Regions from separate parts of the Gossypium hirsutum genome. Here region 2 is linked to region 1. A link is a contact called in public Hi-C data. All regions are on one chromosome and are shown on one strand. Each heading gives the region's core, a stretch centred on a gene start, on an enhancer-like site or on the middle of the called end of the contact. The rest is flanking DNA. Distances are from core to core; before and after follow the strand shown.

The links. Hi-C and Micro-C count contacts between places; a contact is called where the count stands out from the background.
Region 2: a Hi-C map of leaf shows a contact between it and region 1, with 1.8 times the contacts expected there. The contact joins two enhancer-like sites. A contact is called at or near these places in 6 of 34 Hi-C or Micro-C datasets (anther, leaf and petal).

Annotation. Positions count from the first base shown.
Region 1 is chrD02:61,672,382-61,675,944 of Gossypium_hirsutum_v2.1, reverse strand. No RefSeq gene overlaps it. Among protein-coding and RNA genes, the nearest start is that of LOC121214999, 49 kb to the right of the region's middle. Within about 2 kb of position 1,259, at least 7 of the 9 cell types and tissues checked have an H3K27ac peak or open chromatin away from gene starts, as enhancers often do. A contact at or near this core is called in leaf, where this site is marked.
Region 2 is chrD02:61,722,307-61,726,149 of Gossypium_hirsutum_v2.1, reverse strand. No RefSeq gene overlaps it. Among protein-coding and RNA genes, the nearest start is that of LOC121215068, 64 kb to the left of the region's middle. Within about 2 kb of position 1,844, at least 3 of the 9 cell types and tissues checked have an H3K27ac peak or open chromatin away from gene starts, as enhancers often do. A contact at or near this core is called in leaf, where this site is marked.

The sequences.
Region 1 (3,563 bases), core at 10-2,509:
TTTTTTTGTTTCTAAGGAGATAGATTGACATTTAGACCCTATATGGCACGAATGATGATGAAGAAATAAGGAAATAATGACAGGTTGAATGTGTGAAAGTAGTGGTATAAATAAGACACCAATGCTCACAAGCTATTTGTGTTTGACTCCAAATAAAAGGCTCAAATTTGATTCGGTAATTATCGAGTTGAGCTTGCACTCAAGCAACTTAAGCTATTAATCAAGCTGAATTTGAGCATTGTAATACTCAATTTGAATAGTTCTGACTCTAATTGAGCTTTTCATTTTAATATATTGTATATGAAATCACATTTTTACTATTATTATATAAAATAGCTTAAGTATGAACGAGCTTAATTAAGAAACAAGCCTAATAAAGCTCAAGTTTAAAAATTGATGTCTGATTGAACTTAAATCGAATATCGAGCCTTGAATTTCGAGTCGAATTTGAGCTTGAACTTGTGTTTTCCACTATTTGAGTTGGGCTCAACTCAACTACACTATTAACTACACTATTTTGCTAAATGATAGAATAATGTACATTCATACAAATACATATAATTATTGAGTTCAATTAACTAATTTATGAGTTACTAAGTTGAATTAACAAATGTTGTATTTTTTATGTTAAAAATTCATAATATAAAACTTAAGAACTTACATAATTTATCGGGCCAATATTTTTAATAAAAGTTACGAGGGTAACCCCACTTATTAAGACAATAATGTTTTTATTATAGATAAAAGTAAAATATAAAGCAAAAAGAGTTGGATTGAATAACTAAATTCTCAACAAAAGATTAGTGGTGCAGAGTATGATGGTATAGGCAAAAATGGGGTTGGGATTTGGAGTGAGATAGGTGCGTCGGTCAGTTGAAAGGTAAGCATTTATTGGGCCCCACTGCAAGCCCACGTCCATAAAACGACAAACTAGAGAGAACGTGTGACTAAAACAGAAACAAATACGTGTGCATATTTTTAATATTTTATGAAAATAAGAGAGAATATTTATGATTCATGTCGTAAGAGCCGAAAGGAACATCAAGACTCGGCTCACATGGTCCCTTCTATATCTCTTCTTCCCATCATTCATACCTCTCTCCCCTTCCATTGTTTTTCGTTACATCAATTGTAACTTTTCATTCCTTTGAGCACAAACCCAAGAAAATAAAGAGTGACTTCCTTCCTCCCTGCGTTTTTGTTCTCTATTTAGCTTAAGAAATTTATACGCATTTTCTTATGAAACAGACGGAGCCAAGGAGGTGCAAAGAGTTTTCTATGGTGAAATGGAGGATGAGGAGGAGGCGGACTGCTTGCAGTGGCGGAGGCAGCACCGGTGGTCGATCAGTTAGAATGAAGATCAAAAGGTTGCAAAAGCTAATTCCGGGAGGGAAATTGATGCAACCGGATCGCCTGTTCTTGAGGACGGCAGATTATATACTGCATTTGCGCTTACAACTTAATCTTCTGCAAGCTCTTTCCAAGATTTGCCAACCCTCAATTTAATCTCTCCTTTTCTTTTTATAAGGGTAAAGGTAAAAGTTATTTAAAGATTGAATGATGTTAACTAAACACTCCAATAATTCAGTCGACATTAATATTCAAATATTTATGTAGATTATATATAATATAGAATTTATATGGCATTTGCTGCCTTGCCATATACCAATGTACTCTCTTCCTTCTTCTTCTTCTTCTTTTTTTCTTACAGTAATTATATTTGAATGTTAAGGTTTTTCTCCTAAGAAGTTGGTTTATTCTTTTCTTTTAGCTTGTTAATATTGGTGGTCTTAATTTCCTCTGGAATTCATGCATGCGGGCTACCCATCTGCTGGAATTTCCGGCCTTTGTTCCTTCTTTCTTTCTCGTTTGTTGACTAAATTACACTTATGTTTTGTTTAAGTACATTTTGGACATCAAAATTATGCAGCCATTAACTTTTGTTAAGTGTGTAACAATAAGTTGATGTCAAATTTTTTAATTAATCCCTATAATTTTAATTTTTCTTTTCTTTTAACTTTCCTTTTTCTTTTTCTTTTAGCTTTCCAGAACGTAAATAACCAAAATCCCCTCCCTAAAACAAAATATAAAACATCAAAACTCATTCTTAAATTCAACCTCAACAAGAAGAAAAATAAACCCCATCTTCAACCCATTATTTATTATTCATGGAAATGTATAAATTTTTCTTTCTTAACTTATATGAAGTGTTCTTTTCATTTTCTTTATCTGCTTAAAGGATTCTCTGCCAAATGCAATTCTTAACCATGTTTAGTTTTATTTTTGACATATTTTCTTAGATGCCACTACATCGATGAGTAATTGAAATTTCTATTTTCTAATAACAGAGTTCTATGTTTGCTTGTTTGGTATATTTTAAGCTAATTGGATTTTATTTGCAATGAGGTTGATTTCTATTATTTTTACTGCTGACATTCAAAATAAAACGTAACCTTCTCTCTTTTAGTTTCGAGCTGGGTTTTAGGAAGTCCTATTTTTTGTCTGAATTGCTTCATTCTGACAATTGTTTCATTGTAATATTTTCTTTCTTCTCTTTTTTTCATTTTCTATTCATTTAGATCTCTCTCATTGTATATTTGAATTAAGATCATTTTTAGTTAATATATATTCAAAATTTTCAAAAGAATATTTAATTGTGTATTTTCACAAAAAAATCCAGAAATATTATTTTATTTTACGTTTAAAAATCATTATTTTATTTTTTAAATTAATTCTCATTAAATTCACAACAGTATTAAATACAAATTAATTTAAAAATTCAAAAATATCATCATTTTAATATTAAAATCAAATATTTTCATGAGTAAAAATAATAGGCCAATACTTTACTTAATTACAAAAATAATATAAAGATTTGTTTAAATAAAATGTAGTAGTTTAAGTAGTTTTTTAAAAATATATTATCCTTCATTTTTCTTCAATATTGGAGCTGACAATAAGAATTTTTGTTTTAGCCTACAAAGCTCAAAATTTCCACGTAAAGTTAACTCAATTCATCAAATTCAACAACCAAGAATTTTAAAATTTTCTAACCCTTTATTTGATGAAGGAGATATAATTAAAATAGCTCAAAAAAAAAGTGCAAGGACTAACTATACAATTTGGTTTAAAATGTTCATCTGAAAAGATGACACCTTTACTGAAAGTTAACAACTGAGTGACAATAACATGATAAATAGACGATATTAATGATTATATAATAATTTTTTAAAGTTTGATAACCAAAACATAAACTTTAACAAACATAAGTGATTAGCTTGTAATTTATCCTTTTTAATTAAACAATGCATATACAAACAATTGTCATTTGTTATGTTCTTATTTGATTTTGCTTAAATATTTCTCTATAAAAATAATGGATAATAAGTCATACTTGTATAATATATAATGTAACATCCCGATACCTGACTCGATTACCGTGACTGAGTTACAAAATGTCACTTCTGTTGTCAGAGCAACTACAATCGATAACATCCAATTCAATGTCAATATACATTTAAATACAAATAATTCATTCAAATTAAACAATGTAATATCATTTT
Region 2 (3,843 bases), core at 595-3,094, 50 kb before region 1:
AAATAGGGTCGAATGTAATTATAAAATTTTCTATTTGTATTTAACATGTAAAATCCTCTAACTATATAAGAAATTCTAAATATTTTAAGTATACTTATATTAAATATATATTCATATTTATACTCAAATTGAATTTAAATAACTTAGCAATTCTTATATCTAATTTCTTCTAATCATATTTGTAAAATTTAATTCCTTGAACATCCCAAAAAAATGGGTTGAGATCCTATTCATTATACTTTTGTTGATTACTTTTCAATAATTATGATAGAAAATTATTCATAAACATCCATCAATGAATTATAAAATTATAATTTTAAATAATGATTAAAAGTTGTATTAAATAATATAAGAATAATATTTGATGCATTGTCTGTGTATAAATCTCATGTACTATTAAAAAATTCACATTAAATCACCTTATCAATAAGTAAAATAATAAAATATAAGGACTTATAAATAAATATTGATAAGATTAGTTAATTATAATTAAAATTAATAATATTTTTTGTCAAGCCTTTCCCTATATATTGATGTAGCAAACTTCTCTAAATTAGGTTTTGGTTTTTGGGATTCTTTTGGTTCAATTTAAAAATATTTCACTAATTTCCAATCACCAAACAATTAGAATTATTTTTGTGATTTTTTATCTTCTCCTTCTCCCACATTAAATTATTCTGACAATCTTTTGGCTTCATTAAGTATCTTGAAAGTTAACATTATAGATTTAATGATTACTGTAAAAGAAAAAAAAAACTTACAACTCCAGCAGATTTAACGATTATTGTAATAAAAATATATTGTTAACAACAATACTTCCATAGGTGATGAATTATTGTTGATTTCAGTTGTTTTACTTTTCATGGGTGTTTATATCTCTATAGGAATAGATGTCCATAGTAAATTCTTCACCTTTGAGCTTCACCTGCCTTACCGACAAATTTAGTTGTCCCTAGAAATAGATGATTATAAATAACTGTTTGGTGGTTGAAAATCAATTAAATAATTCTAAATTGAGAAAAAAGAAATCCCAAAGGCCAAAACCTAATTTGGAGAAGTTTTCCTATCTCTATACACTGGAAAGAAGTTGAGAAAAAAAAATATAATTAATTTTAATTATAATTAAATAAACTTATCTATATTTATTTATAAGTCCTAAAATACTCAATTATTTTGCTTATTGTGAGGTGGCTTAATGTGGTTCAATGATGGTGCATGAGACTTATACACCGATAATGTATCAAATATTAACCTATAATATAATTCAATATCATTTTCTTTCAAAAAAACCAAAGTAATTCAATATCATCTAAAGGATACAAAGGGAACAATTTTGGAACAAACCGAGGAAAAGGGAAATTGCCACAAATATCTATAAAAGTATTATGGAGGTTCATGTATTAAAAGTCAGATTGCATTTTGCCTTTTCTATTAAAAAAATGAGCAACCTAGTCCTTATATATTACATTAAAAAGTAAATTGATCTTTTCTATTGAAAATTCTATCTATTTGTACAGTTAAAAACTAACATAGTTGAAGGAATAACCAAACAATGACATATAGTGTGTCATGTATACCTCATGTTGATGTATTTAATAGCAAAACTGAATTTTTTTTAACAAAAGGACTAATTTATTATTTGATCTAATGTACATGGATTACTTTATCTATTTTTTAAATAGATAAAATAAAATACAATTTAACTCTTGATACAAAAACTTCCATAATACTTTTATCCATATATATTCAAGAACAAATAATTAATGTATAGGTAATGAATGGTCAAGGTCAATAAGTTGGCAATCCACATGGTGAGTATGGGATGAAGGGTGCAACAAACAGTTTGTGAGATGATGGAGGGAATGCCCCCTCCATATCATATCATATCATCGTCATCCATGCAACCCCTTACATGTCATCAGATTATTTATACATCCAACCATCAAATTAAATTAATCCCATTTTCTCTTTCATTTGTTGCCTTAATTTGCATATATGGGTTAGCTTTTTACGTTCAAACTCCTCAATTCTCCCACTTATATTCCCGAGGGTTTCAATGGTGGCAATGAAAGTGACAATATAATTCTCATAAGTATGGATATATAATCGTTCATATATATATGAAAAATTATTTTAAAAGATTTTATCATATCTACCAATCGCGGAGCTTAGCAAATATCAAAGGGCATGGTTTCCTAAAATAGTAAAATCTTAATTTAGACTTTTTATAATTTATAAAATTTTAAATTAATAATGATAAAAATACACTTTAACCACTTAAAAATTATATAAATTTAATTTAACGTTTTTAAAATTATAATATATAAATTATTAAAATTACTATTGTAAAAATTCATATTAGACACTTATCAATATATACACTTAAATTCAAATAAATGTGAAAATTCATATGTATTTAATAGAATGTTTGTAATTAAATTCAATAAAAGCAATAGTATTACTATTGATGATTCATTTTCAAGGAATTTGATAATATTCACACACACCTTTCTATAAAGACGTATCTGTCACAATTAAGAAGTATTGTATATAGATGATTCACCATACATAAATTAATAAACTTTGATGCAGAAGTTATAAACTCCATACATACACATATTTTTGTATGGACGAAATCAAGCCAGCAGAGCACATATCTGTATTAATGGTTTACATATAAATCATATATATGAACATCGCACATGTGAAAAAAATCATTATCCATTTCCTAAAACAATTTGAAAACTTTTGCATGACGCGTATATTAATTATTTCACATATATATAGTATACAATAATATTGGTTTGATTTTGATATATATTGTGGAGAGAAATGATTATTTTTGCAGAGTACACGTTTTTCTCTTTTCTTGAAATTAAATGCACAGAAAGAATGAAGGCAAGAGGTCATTTTCATTTCCAACGAATCAATTGGAACTTAGCGGAATTAAAACTTTTTAGCAGCCATAGGAAGGTGTTTGATAGCCAGCCAGCATGTTATGTTAGCCCACCTCGACCTCTAGGGCACGGCACATGATTTATTGCCATCTTTGACCCCCACTAGCCATATGCATATAAAATGTACATAATTCATACTGGTACAACATTTATGTACTGCCATCAAAATACGTTTCTAATCCAAGATTATTATTAGATAATATTCATATTGGGAATCGACCCGATTAAGCAACAAACAAGTTAAAATAACGGAAGAAATTGAGAAATTAAACACACAAATTTAACGTGGAAAAGCTCCTCCAAAGAGGATAAAAAACCACGGGCAAAGATAATTTTTACTATAATGGCAAAATAACGAAGAGTACAAAAGATAGAGATAAAAAAACTAAACCCCGAAACCCGAAAACAAAGAACCCTCTAAACGTAAACACAAAATTCTCCAACAGTGTTATGGGTTCTAATTTTTTAATGGGTGTTTTTCTAAGGTTATAAAAAAAAGACTATTTATAAGTTAAATTCGTAAAGATTATTTATAAGCTAAATTCGTAGGTCAAATAAATTATGCTAATAAATATTAAATATATTATACTAATAAATATTAAATCTTCTAAAAAGAAATTATATTTTGTTTAACTTGCAAGCAATTTCTTATTTAACAGAAATTTGGGCCACACAACTCTAACAATCTCTACCTTGAGACGAATTCTCACAATGCCATCTTTGCCAAAGCCCACCACGGGCCTATCTTGAACTATGCAGGGAATTAACTGAGTCAAATTTGTGCTTAGAAGTTGGAAAATTTCTAGCCGTCGACTTGTGCAATGCCAAATCAAAACTAACTTGGGTCTGATTTTCACGAACATAGTGCTTTAACTTTTCAAAACTT